Linked DNA regions of Mus musculus: region 2 is linked to region 1. Evidence: chromatin contacts called from public HiChIP or PLAC-seq data. All regions are on one chromosome and are shown on one strand. Each heading gives the region's core, a stretch centred on a gene start, on an enhancer-like site or on the middle of the called end of the contact. The rest is flanking DNA. Distances are from core to core; before and after follow the strand shown. Region 1 holds the start of Rusc2 (RUN and SH3 domain containing 2). Region 2 holds the start of Glipr2 (GLI pathogenesis-related 2).

Region 1 (2,770 bases), core at 14-2,513:
TAACCTACTCTCAGGACACTCCCGAAATGCCCAGTCACACATTGTAAAACTCCCGTCTAATCTCCAAGTTGACTACCGGGTGAATGGTGGAAACAGGGCTAAGGATCTGTCTGCCTACGGGCAAGACAACTCCAGAAGGCCGCTTCCTGTCTTTGTTCACCCAACAGCATCCCTCTGTTGGTCACAGTACCTAGTTGCTGCTTTTCTGGTTTCTTCAGAGCTAGCAGGGAGGGAGGCAAAGGCATTCATTGTTATACTTTAGTGATCTGACCTTGACCTGAGGTCCTTCGGAGAGCCTCTGTGGGGCTGACAGTCTTCTCTAGGGCAGGACGAAGGGAAGAGGGCGGTATGGTGGATCAGGGGGCATTGGTTTAGCTTGTGCTTTGGTCCCTTCCTGCTAGGAAGCTGCTCTGTAGAGCAGGGCTGAGTATAACATAAGAGGTCAGGTGCCTTCAGCATCCCTCTCTCCATACGCTGTAGGGCATTTGCATTCATTCTTACTGCAACCAATCCCAGAGCCTGGCAGCTTCTACAATGGATATGTCTGTGTGCATACAAGTATGCATGTGTGGGGAGGAAAAGCCACCCAACCTTCTGGATAAGAATGCATAGATTCCTGCATGGTTTTCAGCATAAACTTCCACGAGCTGTAGAAGGGTCTCCACCCATTCAGCCTTTGTGTCCAGATTTGAAAGCTGCAGCTACAGCAGCTTCATTAGAAATACCCAGATAGAAAGAAAGAAAGGAAGGAAGGAAGGAAGGAAGGAAGGAAGGAAGGAAGGAAGGAAGGAAGAGAAAAGGATCTTGTTTCTTGACCAAACAGCACAGATAGATAGCATCAGCCCAAGCCTCTTTCTTGCCCGGCCCATGCATGCATGCAGAGATGAGTTTGTCTCCGCTTGCTGTCACTCTCCCTTTCCGAAAGACAAAGCCACCCTTCAGAAGCCAGAGCCCAGATGCTGATGCTGATCCGGCCTCTGCCAGCAGTGACCTCCCACCCCCCACCCCAGAGCCATTCCTCTGCAAGGAGCCTCGAGCTGGACCTGGTGGCTCCCGTTCCTTTTGCACGCCCGTCGCGCCCTACCTCGACAATGGCAGCTGAATCACTGGTCCTCGAGATCGCACAAGGGGGACCGGGCTGATACCCTGAGATCTGATTTCTGTTAGTACAATGGCATCCCGAGCTAATGCAGGGAGGCTGCGCAATCTCAGCCTGTCTTCTTGCTGCTGCTGCTGCCACGGCGGCTGGGCTGCGGTGACGTTGCTACTAAGGGGAGGGATGGGGAGGGAAAGGAGCAGGCAAGCCCACAGTGCAGCCACTCAGTTCCAGGTCGGTCCCTTCGGCCTGTTAGTCTGGGGGAGGGGCGTAGAGAGAGAAGTCAGCCACAGGGGGCAGTAGGTGCTGGAAGACGGAGACTTTCCAGACAGCAGCATAAAAACCCAGGGAGAGCCGAGCCTAGCTTCTCCTGGGTCCTGAGTGTTGGAAGAAGTCTGGGCAGAGCCTGGGCGCTTCCTTCCTTCCTTCCTTCCCTTCTCAGGCCGCTCCTTTCCGACCTTGGCTAGAAGCACCCCCCCACACACACTCCTCCCACTCAGGCAGTGAATGACTGCGTGTTTCCCAGCTTTTTCTTTAGTTAGGTTTCCAGCTGGGTTAGGGTGGAGGGTCATCCTGGAAGGAGATTTTGGAAGCCCCACCCAGAGGCTACACTAAACAAAACAATATTCCCAGCGACAGATCAGCATTCCACCAGCTAAACAACACCGGCATTTTTCACAAGGCCCAATCTCAGTGCTGGGTTTCCAGGGTCCCTCTGCGTAGGCTTCTGAAGGAAGCCCCTGGGCCACAGGGGGCTTCTCTGAGCAGGTGGCTCTGATGCTCCAAGTCTGGGTGGCTGCAGGCCACCTCCCTAACCCAGGGTTCAGCTGGTCTCCCGGCTCTTCAGAGGGTCTAACAGTTTAAGCGGAGCTGAGCCTGTCACATCAGTTTTTGGTTCTTGCGGACTTGGGTTCGACCAGGGTTGTAAGGGAGTCGATTCCCTTTAACCAGGCAGAGAGTCTGGAAAGTTCCTTCTCCCACAGGAAGGCAGGCAAAGGAAAGGGACTGGGTTCTTAGAGCCTTCGCTTCAACTGTGGACCTTCTGAACTACCTGCCTCTTCCTCTCTCGAGTTCTGGGCCATTCTGTGAGGATAACCGCGCAGTAGCAGACCACACACGAGCCAGGTGTGTAAGTGGAATCTGTCGCTGCTCACTGATGCCACCCTCCAAAACAGCAGCTTTCAGGACAACCATGGCAGCACATGCCTCTAATCCCAGCACTTGGGAGGTAGAGGCAAGCAGATGTCTGTGAGTCGAAGGCCAGCCTGGTCTACATAGAGAACTCTAGGGTGGCCAGAACTACATAGAGAGACCCTGTCTCAAAAACTCCACAAAACAAAACAAAACCAACCAGCCAACCAGCCACCTTCCTGGTGAGCGCTGTGGTTCCCAATGAGTCATGCGCATTTATTTGGTTTTGCTCTGAACTGTTTCCTTTACTCCCCCAACTAAATTTCCAATTGAACTGAGGGCTTTATGTGTCCCAGGCAAGCTCTCCTCCCCTGAATATTTCTCCTCCATGGTTGGTTGAATCTGTGGGCCGTAGAACCCATGGTATGGTGGCTGACTATGCTATCTCCACTCTACCGGGAAGACTCTGGATTTCAGGTCTCAAGAAGCCTTGAGAGGCAGCGCTGGGGTTCCAGGTGCACGCCTTCACATTCATCTACTTCC
Region 2 (2,763 bases), core at 119-2,618, 550 kb before region 1:
GGATAGACAGCTCCATGAAGGGACTCAGCCATCCTCACCTGAGGCTGACAGCCCACTGACTCCACTGAGTAGTTGTCAACCTGTGGGCTGCGACCCCCTGGGGTTGGTGACTGCCCCCCCCGGGGGGCCACACATCATATAGTATTTATATTCCGAATCATAATATCAAAATTACAGTTATGAAGTAGCAACAATGTAATTTTATGGTGGAAGGCGGGTCGCCAGAAGGTGAGGGACTGAATTAAAGGGTTGTAGCATCAGCAAAGTCGAGAGCCTCTGCTTTAGAGCCTCCCATGAGGCACGGATGATATTCTAATAAATAGGAAGCCTTGATGCCCACGAGGGAGGAAACTGAGGCAAGAAGATCTATTGCCCACCTGTCCCTTATCTATGCAGGAGTGACAACAAATGACACAGGGTGTGGGCTGTCCCTCTGAAGGAGGAGGGAGAGATTATGGATGGGACCCCCTGCTATCACAGGAGTTGAACACAGAAGGATGGGAAGGGTTTCAGGCTGGATGATGGGAGTAGTGAAGACTGGACCGGGACACGGAGGGGAAAGGACCTGAGTGCCTGCCTGCCAGCCAGCGCAGCTGTGTGGCAGAGGGGGTGCTGTCAGTGGCCAGAGAGCCGACAATGGGGTGGAAGGTGACAAAAACAAGGAGCGACAGGAAAACGGCTTTTCAGAAACGTAAACTTTACAGCCACAGGAGTGAGGGTGGGCGGCAGCAGGGCAGAGATCACAGGGGAAGTAGCTCTGCACAGCACCCAGCCTGGCACGGAGGGGCCTCAGGAGGTGAGCGAGAAGGAGACGAAAAGGAGTCTCAGAGCTGCCTTTAGTTGGGTGGAACCAGACTAGTTGCTTCGCAGCCTGGGATGCTGCCACGGTTTGGTGTCTTTTTCCCACTGTAACTTTGTCTTCCTCTGGACAAAGCATAGCCACGCCTAGGCAGGCTCAGCTATCCCCATCAGCGCTTAGAAACCCTCGCTGACGCAATCCCTGGCTCGCAGCCAAAGGGACCCTCCATCTCATTCCCCTCATTCTTTCTCTCCTAGCCGGTGTTCTTACCGCTACCTCCGCGCCACCCACCCCACCCCCTGGTTGAACCAGAAACAGCCGCTCCTCGGAACTTTGCTATGCGCGCTCTCCATCCCGCACCCAGGGATCCCGCATTGCAGCGAGAGTGACAGGGACTTTCCAGGGGCTCCCAGGGGATCATGCTCCAGATGGGGCAGGGTGACGGCGAGGGTCTAGGCGTCATCCCCGCTCCCCGGAGGGCCGTATGGGTGGCTCACCTGATTTGCCCATGGCCTGCTGTGTGCGCTCCTCCGCTCCGCTGCGGCTGCGTTGCGCTGCGCTGGCTAGCGGGGTCCCAGCAGCTGGCCGGGGCCGGGAGGGGCAGGGGCGGCCACAGCCACTCCCCCGGCGCCGCCCGGCCCCGCCTTATAAGGCAAAGGCAGCTGCAGGCGGAGGCGCAGGGGGCCACCCCTAGAATTCATTTGGCCGGGTGGGATTCCGCCGCTGGCTAGGGCGGTCCAGATGTGGATACGAATGCTGATTCTGAGCGTGCCTTGTCTCCTAGAGCAGCAAGTGCGCGCGCAAGACCTAGGGGCGTCCACGCCTTCCCTGTAGTTCCCCACGGTTCCCGCGCGACCGACGCCTGGAGAAGGCCTGGTGAGGTACGGTTCCCTCCGGCGCCACCAGGGGTCGGTAACCTCCCAGACTCAGTCTTTGGCAACACCACCCCCTCCCAGATCCCCAAAGTTCTGCTTCCCCTTCCCAGTGACACCATGCTCCAATCGCAGCTTCTTAGGACCCTGTCCCGCTATGCATCCCCAGGTTGTAACTGAACACTTTCCGGCCCTCCAACTCCAACCGCCCCAGGGTGGTGCCGCTGCCCGACTTGGACCTATCCTCTTGAACCCCACTGCCTTTGAGACCAACCCAAATTCCCCACCTGAGTTTGGATCCAGCACCCCCACATGTTGGCGTCATCTAAACCGAGACCCCCTGGTTAATTCAAAACACATTTTTCTCACCATAAAAAGTTAATGATTCACAGATTACAAGGACACTTTGCCTCCCCCTCCCTGGATACATATATATTTAAAAGATACATTTATTTGGGCCAGACATGGTGGCTCATGCCTTTATTCTTAGCACTTGGGAAACAGAAGCACGCAGATCTCTGTGAGTTAAGATTGGCCTGGTCTAAACAGTGAGACTTTACCTTTGTGCCCTACATAGCCGAGAATGATTTTAAAGTTCTGATCTTCCTGCTTCTACCTCCCTAGTGCTGTGACCACAGACACCCCCAGCAGTACCTATTTCTATGAATTTAAATGTATTTTACTTTTAGGTTATTGTTTGTCAGATGGAGTCTCGGTGTACCTCCCATTGTAGGTCAGGTCTGTACCACCACACCTGGCCAGACCCTGCAGCACGGAGCTCAGATGTATCCAGTAGGTTAGCGCAGAGCTAAATGCACGCCCGCCCACGCCCACCCCCCAGCCATTCCCTCTCTCCATGGCCAGCAAATACACTTCCCACATCCTAGCACTTCCAAGCAGGAGTAGAGTGGATACTGGTACTCATCTGACTTAAACGAGCTTTTAGTGCTGGGTTGGGATTCTGACTCTGTTCAATTCTCTGTTCCATTTTGCCGACAAATTCCGATGGAAATAGTCAAATGACCCAGGAAAAGTCCCTGTCACACCTAGAATCTCTAGAAAGCTATTTCAGAGGAACCAGAACTGCAAGGC

Evidence for each region. HiChIP or PLAC-seq counts read pairs in DNA pulled down with a chosen protein or histone mark.
Region 2: an H3K27ac HiChIP or PLAC-seq map of embryonic stem cells shows a contact between it and region 1, with 6 read pairs. The contact joins the promoter of Glipr2 here to the promoter of Rusc2 in region 1. A contact is called at or near these places in 3 of 115 datasets of contacts at active chromatin or transcription factors (bone marrow-derived dendritic cells, bone marrow-derived macrophages and embryonic stem cells).

What each region holds. Positions count from the first base shown.
Region 1 is chr4:43,404,995-43,407,764 of GRCm38.p6, reverse strand. It overlaps Rusc2 (RUN and SH3 domain containing 2), which reads right to left and starts at 1,263. Exons shown (of 12, transcript NM_199057.3): 1 at 1,085-1,263.
Region 2 is chr4:43,956,307-43,959,069 of GRCm38.p6, reverse strand. Glipr2 (GLI pathogenesis-related 2) reads right to left here and starts at 1,368. Exons shown (of 5, transcript NM_027450.3): 1 at 1,297-1,368. The coding sequence starts at 1,309. It overlaps Gm30377 (a long non-coding RNA gene), which reads left to right. Exons shown (of 4, transcript XR_881223.2): 2 at 1,584-1,680; 3 at 2,687-2,763.